Linked DNA regions of Triticum aestivum: region 2 is linked to region 1. Evidence: chromatin contacts called from public HiCAR-type data. All regions are on one chromosome and are shown on one strand. Each heading gives the region's core, a stretch centred on a gene start, on an enhancer-like site or on the middle of the called end of the contact. The rest is flanking DNA. Distances are from core to core; before and after follow the strand shown.

What was found. HiCAR-type assays count read pairs that join an accessible place to other places.
Region 2: a contact with region 1 is called in a HiCAR-type map of leaf, with 3 times the contacts expected there. The contact joins two enhancer-like sites. A contact is called at or near these places in 3 of 5 Hi-C or Micro-C datasets (leaf and an unstated tissue) and 1 of 1 datasets of contacts at active chromatin or transcription factors (leaf).

The regions. Positions count from the first base shown.
Region 1 is chr5D:36,827,259-36,832,851 of IWGSC CS RefSeq v2.1, reverse strand. It overlaps LOC123119271 (protein IQ-DOMAIN 5), which reads right to left. Exons shown (of 7, transcript XM_044539001.1): 5 at 5,070-5,183; 6 at 4,371-4,875; 7 at 3,617-4,096. The coding sequence ends at 3,951. Among protein-coding and RNA genes, the nearest start is that of LOC123119271, 6.8 kb to the right of the region's middle. Within about 2 kb of position 3,006, at least 1 of the 8 cell types and tissues checked has an H3K27ac peak or open chromatin away from gene starts, as enhancers often do.
Region 2 is chr5D:36,892,254-36,897,846 of IWGSC CS RefSeq v2.1, reverse strand. No RefSeq gene overlaps it. Among protein-coding and RNA genes, the nearest start is that of LOC123124201, 2.9 kb to the right of the region's middle. Within about 2 kb of position 2,051, at least 1 of the 8 cell types and tissues checked has an H3K27ac peak or open chromatin away from gene starts, as enhancers often do.

The DNA.
Region 1 (5,593 bases), core at 1,757-4,256:
GCCACGGACAAAAAACGTTTTGCTATCCGAAGTAAAATTTAGATATACAAGAGGAGAAGAAGGAAGAATTTGGCTGTTTGGTGTGGCTCTCGTATGGCATGGGCCCACCTGACTGCTGCATGCTGAACAGCGATAGCAACAAGTCAACGGCCACAAATTTAGGTTTGGATCATGCTGAGAATAGTATTGTGACGAGCAAGTGTGTCCAAACTAGCTAGTTTTCAGCTCCACGAAAATACCAGTATAAATCAACCAATCGATTTATCTATATCATCTCTGTACACTGACCTTCCAACGGCCATGAAGAAATTAGGATAGCTATGATGTCGCTCTAACTGCCGAAAATGCATAGGAGCTCTCGGGTGCTACGCCCCCCTATATTAAAAAATAATTTATTAATTCAAAAAAGTCAAAAAATCCAGGAACTTTTTATGGAATCAAACATGATCAAGTATTGCATCCGTATAAAAAGATTAAACCTGGAATGACTTTTTTTGTATCCAGGGTTAAAGATTTCCCAAAAAAAATACTAGATACAAGTACTATTCATGCTATATTGTCGTCATAAATTTATCTTTTTTGCCTTGGAGTCAACGAGAATTATTCCTTGGCCAAACTTTTTATATGAGTACAATACCTAGTCATATTTGGTTAAAAGTTATATCCAGAATTTTTTCGACTTTTTTCTGAATTATTAATTTATTTTTGAATATAGGGGGGTGGAGCACCCGAGTGCTCCTAATCCGCTTCCCTCTAACTGCACCATATCTCTCTCATAAAAAATGGCTGTGATCACGGAACCAAAAAGATGTTGATATGTCGCCTTCATGAGCCCTTTTCACATGTTGAACTTGGATCACGACGATGTCCAGTTAATGGTACTCTCTTATTTTCAAATTACTTGAAGTTTTATAATTTATAGAAACATATATATTACGATCTAGTACATCACGAAATTAATTTTATTAGATCTTCGTAAAAATATTTTTTTAACACAGTATAGACGCAAACGCTCATACACACGCGCATACCCTCACCCCTATGAACACACACACCCACACCCTATCCCTATGAGCACCTCCAAAAGACTGAGCCGGCATATTCGTATTGAAATTTACGAAGTCACCGTAGGCACCTCGTTATCGACGGGAACGTCTCCTCCCACTGGGTGGGCTAGGGATATCACAGTCCCTATAACCATCTAACCACATATTCGTTCGCCGTAAAAATATATTTGATATCATCGATATAGCACACTTTTTCTAGACTTAATTAAATATAGACAAGACAAGTTTGACTAAATATGTCATCTCTATACGTACACCGACCTTCCAACGACCAAGAAGGAACAGGTGGTATAGCTTTGATGTCACTTTAATTTCACAATGCATATCTCACCAAAATAATCTTCTCATTCGAATCAGTATTTTGACTACCAAACCAAGAAAGATGCGGACGCGTCGTCTCCATGGCCCTGCACTAGCTTTTCATGCATTGAGGCAGCATGTAATGGACCATGATGATGAGCAGTAATTAACTCCACAGCGCCGCAGACTCCACGACGATCAACATGGATCGGGGTTGCATTGCATGCGTACATCCACAACAGTATAGGACTATAGATACATAGCCCTCTACAATTTTCTTTGATATCAAAGCTGCAGTGTGGAATTTCGCTATCGTTTTTCGTCAGGAAAAACAAAAGACATGCACGCCAGTCAACGGTCTAAAGCATCTACAGCCGGACCTCTTAAACCCGTCTCATACGTCCGGCCGGGCAGCCTGGTCACTGACCGATCATTTTTTTTAACCCAGATGGACGTCTCAAACGGAGCTCAAACGTCCGGGCTAACCGGGACACTCCATATCCAGCCCAAATATGGAGTGGATATGGGGCGTCCGGCACGCCCGCCATGTCGGTCTGACGGCGGGGTCCCACGCGGAAACGCCCGGAAACTCGGCGGTCCGACAGACGCCATGTCCGTCGCCGCGGTGTGAACGCCGCATGGCGCCGCTCCGGCTCGCCGCACAAGACCAAATCCGGCTATTTAAGCCGGTCGACGTCCCGCAACCCTAGCCCATCCCCCTCCCTGTGCCGCCAGTCTGAGCCCATCCATCTCCTCCCTCTCCCGCTCCAGCGCTCTGCCCACGGTCCGACGCTTCGGCCACGCTCCGGCACTTCGCCATGGTCCAGAGCAAGATCACCTACTACGCCATGCTGATGCCGGAGCGCCGCTACGAGATCCAGCAGGAGATCTGGATGAGGCAAGCCGTGCGCGCAGCCCGCATCGCTGCCGGGCTGCCTCCGGACTCGCGGGAGCTGCAAGAAGAGGAGTAGTCGGGGAAGAGGAGGAGGAGGAGGAGGAGATGGCTCCAATGAAGGTGGAGGAGTCGGAGGAGCCGTACCAGCAGGTGTCGGCCTTCAACATGGAGCAGGCGGTGGCGGAGTTCGCCGTCGCTCAGTCCGACGAGATGGCGGAGCAGCAGGCCATCCTGGAGTCCATCCAGGATGAGGCCTATGTGGAGGCCAACCGGGCGTTCCTCCGGCGAGAGCAGGCGGAGTCCGACGCGCTCTTCGCCGAGCTCGACGCGGAGATAGAGGAGGAGGAGGCCAGAGCGGAGCAGCCGGAGCTGCAGCTGCCAGCCATGCCGGCGGAGCCGGGCACGAAGACCGCCGTGATCTCCGACGAGAAGTAGCTAGGATCGACGTATTGCGTAGGTTCTACTTTCTTTTGCATGTCTTTGTATGGATATAAGAATCTAGTATGAGATGTCCGGATGTTGTAACAAGTGAAATTTAAAGCGTGCACGCGCGTCTGTGGGCTTTTGATGGGCCATATTTGTCATATGTGGTTGTAGACGCTCTACGGCCCATGCAAAAGAACACATCAGATTCCCTATTGTTGTCATAAAAGAAAAAAGATTCCCTATATGTTATTCAACATTACAAATGTAGTAGCAAAGCACACGCACACAAGGTATGCAATGGTGAGAGGGAGAAAGAGAGCCAAATCTGGTCGCTCCATGCGCCATCAGTATGATCCGGGCCCACCTGTCTGCTGAACAAAGACAACAGGTCGTTGGATCAATTTCCGATTGCCATCTTTGTACACTGACCTTCCAACGAACCAACAAGAAACAAATCAATCAATTCTGACACATCACATTCTAATCGCGTCGTATCTCAACAAGATAATCGTCATCACCAGACCGCCACATACAGCATTATCCTAATCCCCTGAACACATGCTTTCAGACAAAACCAGGAGCAAACAGCACATCAGATTATCACACAGCTCAGACATCCCATTAGTCAAAGGCAGGCAGGTGGCTTTCAGTTGGGTCCTAAAGAGACCTCCAAAGGGGGCTGCTTTGGAGCCACTGCATCTGCATGCATGATTGCACCTGGACTGGAGACCCATCATAATCACACCATCCTGCTTTGGCTTTGCAAAAGGCCACCACTTTCATCATACTACAAAAAATGGTCAAGCATGCAAGATGGAACACGTTGTGCTTATACAATTCCTCCAGAAGAATCTGGGTGAAGGAAGCAGGAAGAAAGCAGTGAGAGACATACATGGGGTATATGCATGGCTGGTCCCAACCACCACCATTGATGCTGCAGAACATGCAATGTTGGAACATTAAAGCATGGTTTTTCTTACACTGAAGGATAGATAGACACAACTTGCAGATAACATGGTGCTTGCCTCTTCGGTTCTTTCGGAAGAGTGGGTCGAAGAAGAAAACATACACACAGAATGCTACGGAAGCATGAGGTAATGGTTACAGCAACGCCTACCGACGGGGCATGGAGCGTGGCGGCGATCTAGATGCAGGGTTGTTTATTTCTTGGTTTTATGTACACAGATGATGCAGCGACATCATTGCCATGACTAAGTTTCTGGATGAAATGGAACTGAGTTGGTTGATCATCAGGCCTCTGCCTAAACCCGCTTCGCGCTTGTGCTACCAGGGCTCGGTCGCTGCTTCGATTCAGACTTGGATGCTCCTTTCGCCTTGTTCTTGGAACCGACGGGCTGAGCTTTCTCGCTGCTGTTCGCCTGGCCTTTTCTTGCCGCGCCACCGGCAGCTGCTGCATACATGTAATGGACATCAGAAACTGCAGCTGCATGAACTGAAATACTTAGCTAAGTAGCAAATGGATATCAGATACTGCTGCGGCATGAACTGTTAATACTTTGCAGAATGCATGCCAACTACAAATGAAATGCTTGGCTAGTGACAAATGAGCTCTTGAAAAGACACATAGCTTGTGACAGATACAGTTTTGGATAGCTTAAATATCTGAAGTAATAGCGTTCGCGACTCGGGAGGTTAACTGGCAAAAGAATGCATATATTTACCGTTGTTAGGAAGGGATAGCCGCTTCTTGGTTGGTGCATTGACTTGTGCTGCTGGCCTTTCCTTCGGATTACTTGTGGACCGTGGAGCCGGATCTGTAGGTTGAGGGCTGACTTCCTCGGAGGTTTGATCCGATGGCTTCGGTTTCAGCTTAGATGATCCCAAAGAAGCGGCGGGTGGCGCAGCCGCAGATTGCCCTGATGAAGAACCACTTGCATCAGAATGTGACTTCTTGTGTTTTGCATCTTTCGTCTGGCTTGAACCATTTAACTGAATGCCCGAAACTGCAACTTTTCCTTTTGGCTTGTTTACATCCCTGTCCCCATTTTCCTCAGCCTCCTTATCATCACCAATTGGTACATTCTCTTTGGCATTACTGTCCAGTAACCTGTTCTCCCACGGGCGTACAGCCACCCACCTCTCCACCCAGTTCCGCCCCCACTGGTTCTCATCCGCCTCTGGCCCTTGGACATCTGCAGCTTTCTGTTTCCTCGAACCTGCTTGCCGCTGCCAAAGGAAAGCGCAATTAGCAGCCTGCATTGCCAACTTACTATTACATCATTTGTTCTTCTGCTTTACTGAAAAAAATACAAAGTTCCCTAAAACCCAGCCAGCACCTGCTGAACCACTTGAGCACCAAGGCTTCTACGGCTGCTCATACATTTATCATTTATGGTAGAATATTATCACTTTAAAGTTACCTGGTGCGTTAAAGCATATGCCATTGCTCTTTCCCGCTTAGCGGCAGCTTCTTGCTTTTTCAGTACTTTAGCTTGCATTTCTTCCGCCGAGCCAATACCGCCACACCAGCGTTCCTGCATCCCATAGTTCAGTAACGATACAAGCGAATATGTGATTAAAAACAGACATTTCAGTCATTTATGCCAGCTGGTGGACAGTTCGTACTTTCTGTTATTAATGAGCTCTACAGAGAAACCTGAACAGTTTTCCCACAGGAAAACTTGAATTCTTGCATTTGTGATCTGGATATTCTAACTCTACATCTGTAAACAAAGTTCTGCTGTGATTGTATTTTCAGTCACAGCTAAAGCTTCTCAATTTCCTGAACTACAAAAGATAATTTACTTTGCTGTATGGAAGATTGTAAAGAACAAGAAAAGCCAACAGATTATTTGACAACTCCAATAATATACAAATCTTGGCAAATAACTCTGCTAGGTAAATTAACAGAAATCCAGCGAACAGAGCTATATAAAGCTGCCGG
Region 2 (5,593 bases), core at 802-3,301, 66 kb before region 1:
ACGCGGACCCTCAAAACTCCCACAATGGTCCGGACCGAGCTGTGCGGACACTAAAAGCCATCCAATGTGGTACCCCCATCAAACCGCAGAAGCGGCCGCTTGTCCAAAATCCCACAAACCAGATGAAAACCACAGGGAGGTTTGTGGGCGTCCTGACCGCCGCCACGTACGGCCAAAAAACCCTCTCTGCCTAAAAGACTCTCTCCCACGAAGCGGTTGTCATGTATTCATATCAGTCAGGCCACTCCAGAGCAAACGTGACTCCACGCGGTATTGATGCCGGTCAGAGGGATCGTGACCGGATGAGCAGGCGTCCTCGCTTTAATGCTGAGGCGACAACGGAGAAGCCTATTGTCCGCCCGTTTACCCGCCCACACCTATTTATGAACGGCTATGACGCCCTCCACACCACACCCTACATCCTCTTCTCTCTGTTCACCACCTCTCTGCTTCTTTCCGTGTCCGTTTGCCGCCGTCAACGATGCCAAAGTCGTTGTTCTCCACACCGGCAAGTGGCAGCTCCGGATCTCCTTCCGGATCCGGATCTTGGTGGCACCGCCGTCGCTCCCCCGGGAAGGAGAAGATCATCCTCTCCTCTAGCCACGAGGAGGAGCAGGAGCCGCAACCGTGTCTCCTTGCAGAGGCAGCGACGACATAAGAGGAGTACCAGGCGCAAATGAAAGATCATGCTCGAGCGGTCGCGTCAAGTACCGCGATCCCGCGCAGCCCTCGCCACCGCTCCACCGCGTCAAGGCGTACTATAAATTGATTTAGGGCTTTTTAGGCTTTAGTTGAACGGACGAGATGTTTCGTTGACATTTTTGTGACCCATGATCCAACTCACTCCACGGTCTAGAAGCATCATGCCCCTCCCGGTTCATGGGACAGCTGGCTGTGAACAAAAGGCTATCACAAGCAGGCTCATGCGCGATCCACTGCTCCGTCCTGATCTTGTTTCAGCGCTCAACTGAACCACCCATGCCAAACGCATCAGATTCTGTTTCCCCAATGCTGTCGTACAAGCAAGGAACAATGCACACCAGCTGGGCTGATGACAAGCACGACATGGTCGGTCGAGAAGCATCGCTGTACTGCCGGTGCACCTGAGGGTATGCAGACGTGTATACACACGGCTAGGTCTCTGCACACTCCTCCGACGATCCTCACATGCATGCACAGGTCGGTGAAAGTGGTTTCTCTGAATAAGCCAATCGGATCAGACCAGATCATGTCAGGTTATCTATGATTAAGTTTCTGGCAGTAATCGTTCATTTCAGTCAATGGTAGGTCGACGGCCATGCCAATCACACGACATTGCCTTCTGTTATGCCACAAACGGTTTTGGTTGCTGCTGGCAAAATCTCTTTTTCTTTTCTTTTCTTGAGGTTCCGGGTGCCTACAAGATGCAGCTGCTTTGCTCCCTTTTAGCCATACTAGAAAAGAAGAAGAATGAAAACAGAGATCTGGTGCATAAATAAAAAAGAAGAAGCAGAGCTGGTTCTTTATCCTTTTTCGTACAACTTTGGGTTGACCGTAAACGATTCTTTCCCAACATCTCAAGTCAGCATGATTCCCAAAATTCGAATGAGACCACCCACCCCAAAAAAGAAAAGAAAACATTGCGCGTCCAGCTAACACAAGTATCTATCTGAAAATCAGTCTGTACACGTCTGTCATAGCACTCCGTTCGTGCACAACCACTACATTATTATGCTTTAAATATTAACAAGGTAGTTTTCTCGGAGCTTGCTTCCTGGTGGATGTAACCATTTTTCTGCTCGAGTAGTTTATTGGTTCCAGACAAAACAGCATGACGCCTTGTACATGGCGTCTTTGACAGTGGCGTTATATAGTCTAGCATGACTTGCCCCGGGTGTAGGAAGGGCCATTTTGTGATTTTTTAAAAAAATAAGGTCATTTTATGCTGAACTTTGCCCAAAGTATCAGTTTTGTCATTTTTCACTCATCTTTGTGGCCCCACCTTGAGCTTGGATTGGATCATATGCCCCTTTTCCCCAAACCTGGAGGACATGTACATGCGCTGCTGACGTGGCACTCGCATCACATGTGCCATTCTGCACGCATGCACAAGTGGCTCGTCACAAAACAAAGCACGCATGCATGCTGCATGCAGCCAAGGAAGCAGATGAATGTCAGGTTATATGCCACCACATTACCTTTGCTATTTATAAAACTTCAAAGGTTTATTTTTTTTGTAGAATTTTTTTTAACAAGGTTGCTTTCTGCGAGATCTAAACCAAATTTTCCCTCCCTTAGTCCCTTAATTTACTGGCTTCCCAGAAGTGGATATGATCGGGCATGACGTTTCGTCTTCGTGGCCCTCTACCCCTTTTCTTCACAAACTTCGAGCTCCCGTCACATGTGCCTTTCTGTGCGAATTCAAGCATTGATGCATGGCATGCACAAGTAGGTGAGGTGAGAACAAATATTTTGGCTCGTGACAAACATGCATGCATGCCCCTGCCGCCAAAGAGCAGCCCAATCCCGTTTCCCATTTGTTCCATTTATGCATTTAGTCAACCGCCAACACCCATGCAAAACGCACACCAGATTGAAGCCTTGCAAAAACTCCAAATGATCTCATCGTGCTTCGAGATAACAGTAATCAGGTCTCTTTTGATTTATAGGAATATTGTAGGAATTTCATAGGATAGGATTTTCAAAGAAAAAAAATTATGGAGTCTTTGGTTTGTAGAAATGGATTCCTATTTCTATGTAGGATAGGTACCAATCATTCACATTTCAAAGGAGAAAACATTAGCCTAGACTCAATGAAATATTTTTTATCCTATGCATCAAAAGACATGTCTTTCTCTATAAAAATTGAGATGCATGTCATGTCACTTTTTATAATTTTACTATTTCAACGAAATTCATCTATAAACCAAGGAGGCCTAAACCGATAGTTCACATCATATGCGGTGTGCTTTCAACATCGGGGCGTTAGAAATCTGACGGCACTGGTTTTCTTCCTTCCTCTCATGAAGGCCATGGACGAAAAAGTTGCTATCCGGAATAAAATTTTGGTAGGCTCCACTTTTAAAGAAAAGGCAGGCAAGAGCAGAAAAAAAGGGACGAATTTGGTTGTTTGGTGCGGCTCTCGTATGGCATGCTGAACAGCGATAGCAACAAGTCAATAGCCACAAATTTAGGTTTGGATCATGCTGAGAATAGTATTGTGATGAACAAGTGTGTCCAAACTAGCTAGTAGTTTTCAGCTCCACCGAAATTATATCATAAATCAATCAGACGATAAGTCTCTCTACACTGACCTTCCAACGGCCATGAAGAAACTAGGATAGCTATGATGTCGCTGCAATTGCACCGTATCTCACCAAAAATGTCTGTGATCACGGAACCAAAAAGATGTTGATGTGTCGCCTTCATGCCCTTTTCACATGTTGAACTTGGATCACGGTGACCGACCGGACCAGATAATGGTACTCTCTTACTTTGATTTTTTTTTTGCGAGGAAATATCTGATCTATTCATCATCTGTCATGGTAGTACAACGAACACTAGAAGTAAAATTTACATCCAGGTCCGTAGACCACATAGCGACGACTACAAGCATTGAAGCGAGCCGAAGATGCGCCGCCGCCATCGCCCCTCGCTCGTTGGAGTCGGGCAAACATTGTTGTAGTAAACAGTCGGGGAGAAGTCGTGCTAAGGCCCCATAGGACTAGCGCACCAGAACGACAATCGCTGCCAATGAAGAGTAGTGATGAAATTATTTGAAGCTTTAACTTTGTTCAAGTCAAATTTCGTTAACTTAACAAAAAAATAAATGTATATATCACGATCTACATCACCAAATTAATTTTATTAGATTCTTCGTACACGTATGTTGTATTTGATATTATCAATATATCACACTACATATTTTCTATAGACTTTATTAAATATGGAGAAGTTTGACAAAATATGTCATCTCTCTACTCCGGCCTTCCACGACCAAGAAGGAAAAGGTGGTATAGCTTTGATGTCATTTTAATGTCACAATATATATCTCACCAAAATAATCTTCTCATTCGAATTATTTGACTACCAAACCAAGAAAGATGCTGTCTCGTCGTATTGAGCCAGCATGCATGCATGCATGGATCACGGTGATGAGCAGTTAACTCCACAGTGCTGCAGACTCCATGGAGGAACAGGGGAACGAACCACCCACAAGGATCGTGGTTGAATTGCATGCGCGAGGGCAGAATGGTCATTCTCCACTCCTGTCCTGTGTGTGTATGCACTGCTGGCTCTGCTGGGAGTGGCGAGCATGCACACGACGACAGTATAGAACTATAGATATCCCTCTACGATTTTCTCTGATATATCAAAGCTGCAGTGTGGAATTTCGCTATCGTTTTTCGTCGGGACAAAAAAAAAAGACATGCAAGCCAGTCAACGGTCTAAGGCCCATGCGAAAGAACACATCGGATTCCCTATTGTTATTCAACATTATTATAAATGGAGTAGCAATGCACCCACCCACACGCACACACGCAAGTTATGCAGTGGTGAGAGGGAGAAAGAAGCCAGAATATGGTTGCTTGATTCGGCAGCCTTATGACATGGGCCCACCTGTCTGCTGAACAGCGACAACAAGTCAACAGCCACGAATGCTGGATCATGGCAAGAATAGTGGCATGATGAGGAGTAAGCATGTCCAGAGCTTTCAGCTCCACAAAAACTAGTACTAACACAAATCAATTTATGATTGCCATCTCTGTGCACTGACCTTCCAACGAACACGAAGAAATAAGTAATTGCCACATGCTTTTAGACGAAATAATTGCCATATATGCTTTCAGAGAGACCCAGGAGCAAACAACATGCACGGCCGCATGCAAGCTGCAACAGCACATCAGCTTACCACACAGAACATGCATCGATTAGTCAAAGGCAGGCATGTTCCAAGCAGCAGGTGGCTTTCAGTTGGGTCCTAAAGAGACCTCCAAATGTCCCCGCAAAAAAAAAAAAGGAGACCTCCAAATGGGGCTGCTTTGGAACCACTGCATGCATGATTGCACCTGGAGACCCATCATAATCACACCATCCTCCTTTGGCTTTGCAACAGCCACCACTTCATCATACAAAAATGGTCAAGCATGCAAGATGGAACACGGTACTGTACTAAGGTGTTCATGTGATGGTTTAGACGAAATTTGTCAAATCCACCACACACGGTCGACTTTAAAACTTTTCTTTGATCACTAGCTTTATCTTGTTTGTCCACGTAACTTTTTTGTTGTACGTTCTTTTGTTATGACTCGCGTAAATGAATAGAGCTATACCTATTTACTCTACTGTACCTTCGTGTGTCATGTGTAGCTGTTAATTTTTAAACGGGTTTAGTGATTCAACCAAACGCCATGTAGTGTATCATCCCAGTCCAACACATGCCACCAAACGCTAGGAAAAAAATTGCTTTCCTGATGTGGTCAGCCCATCTGCAGCCTACCAAACAATGTGCAAAACATAGTTTCTGTCTGTATTTTACTCGGTCCCGCCCAACTCGTGTCACAGATGTAAGAAAGACTACGGAAATGATGAAACCAAACAGGCCCTTGTTGAC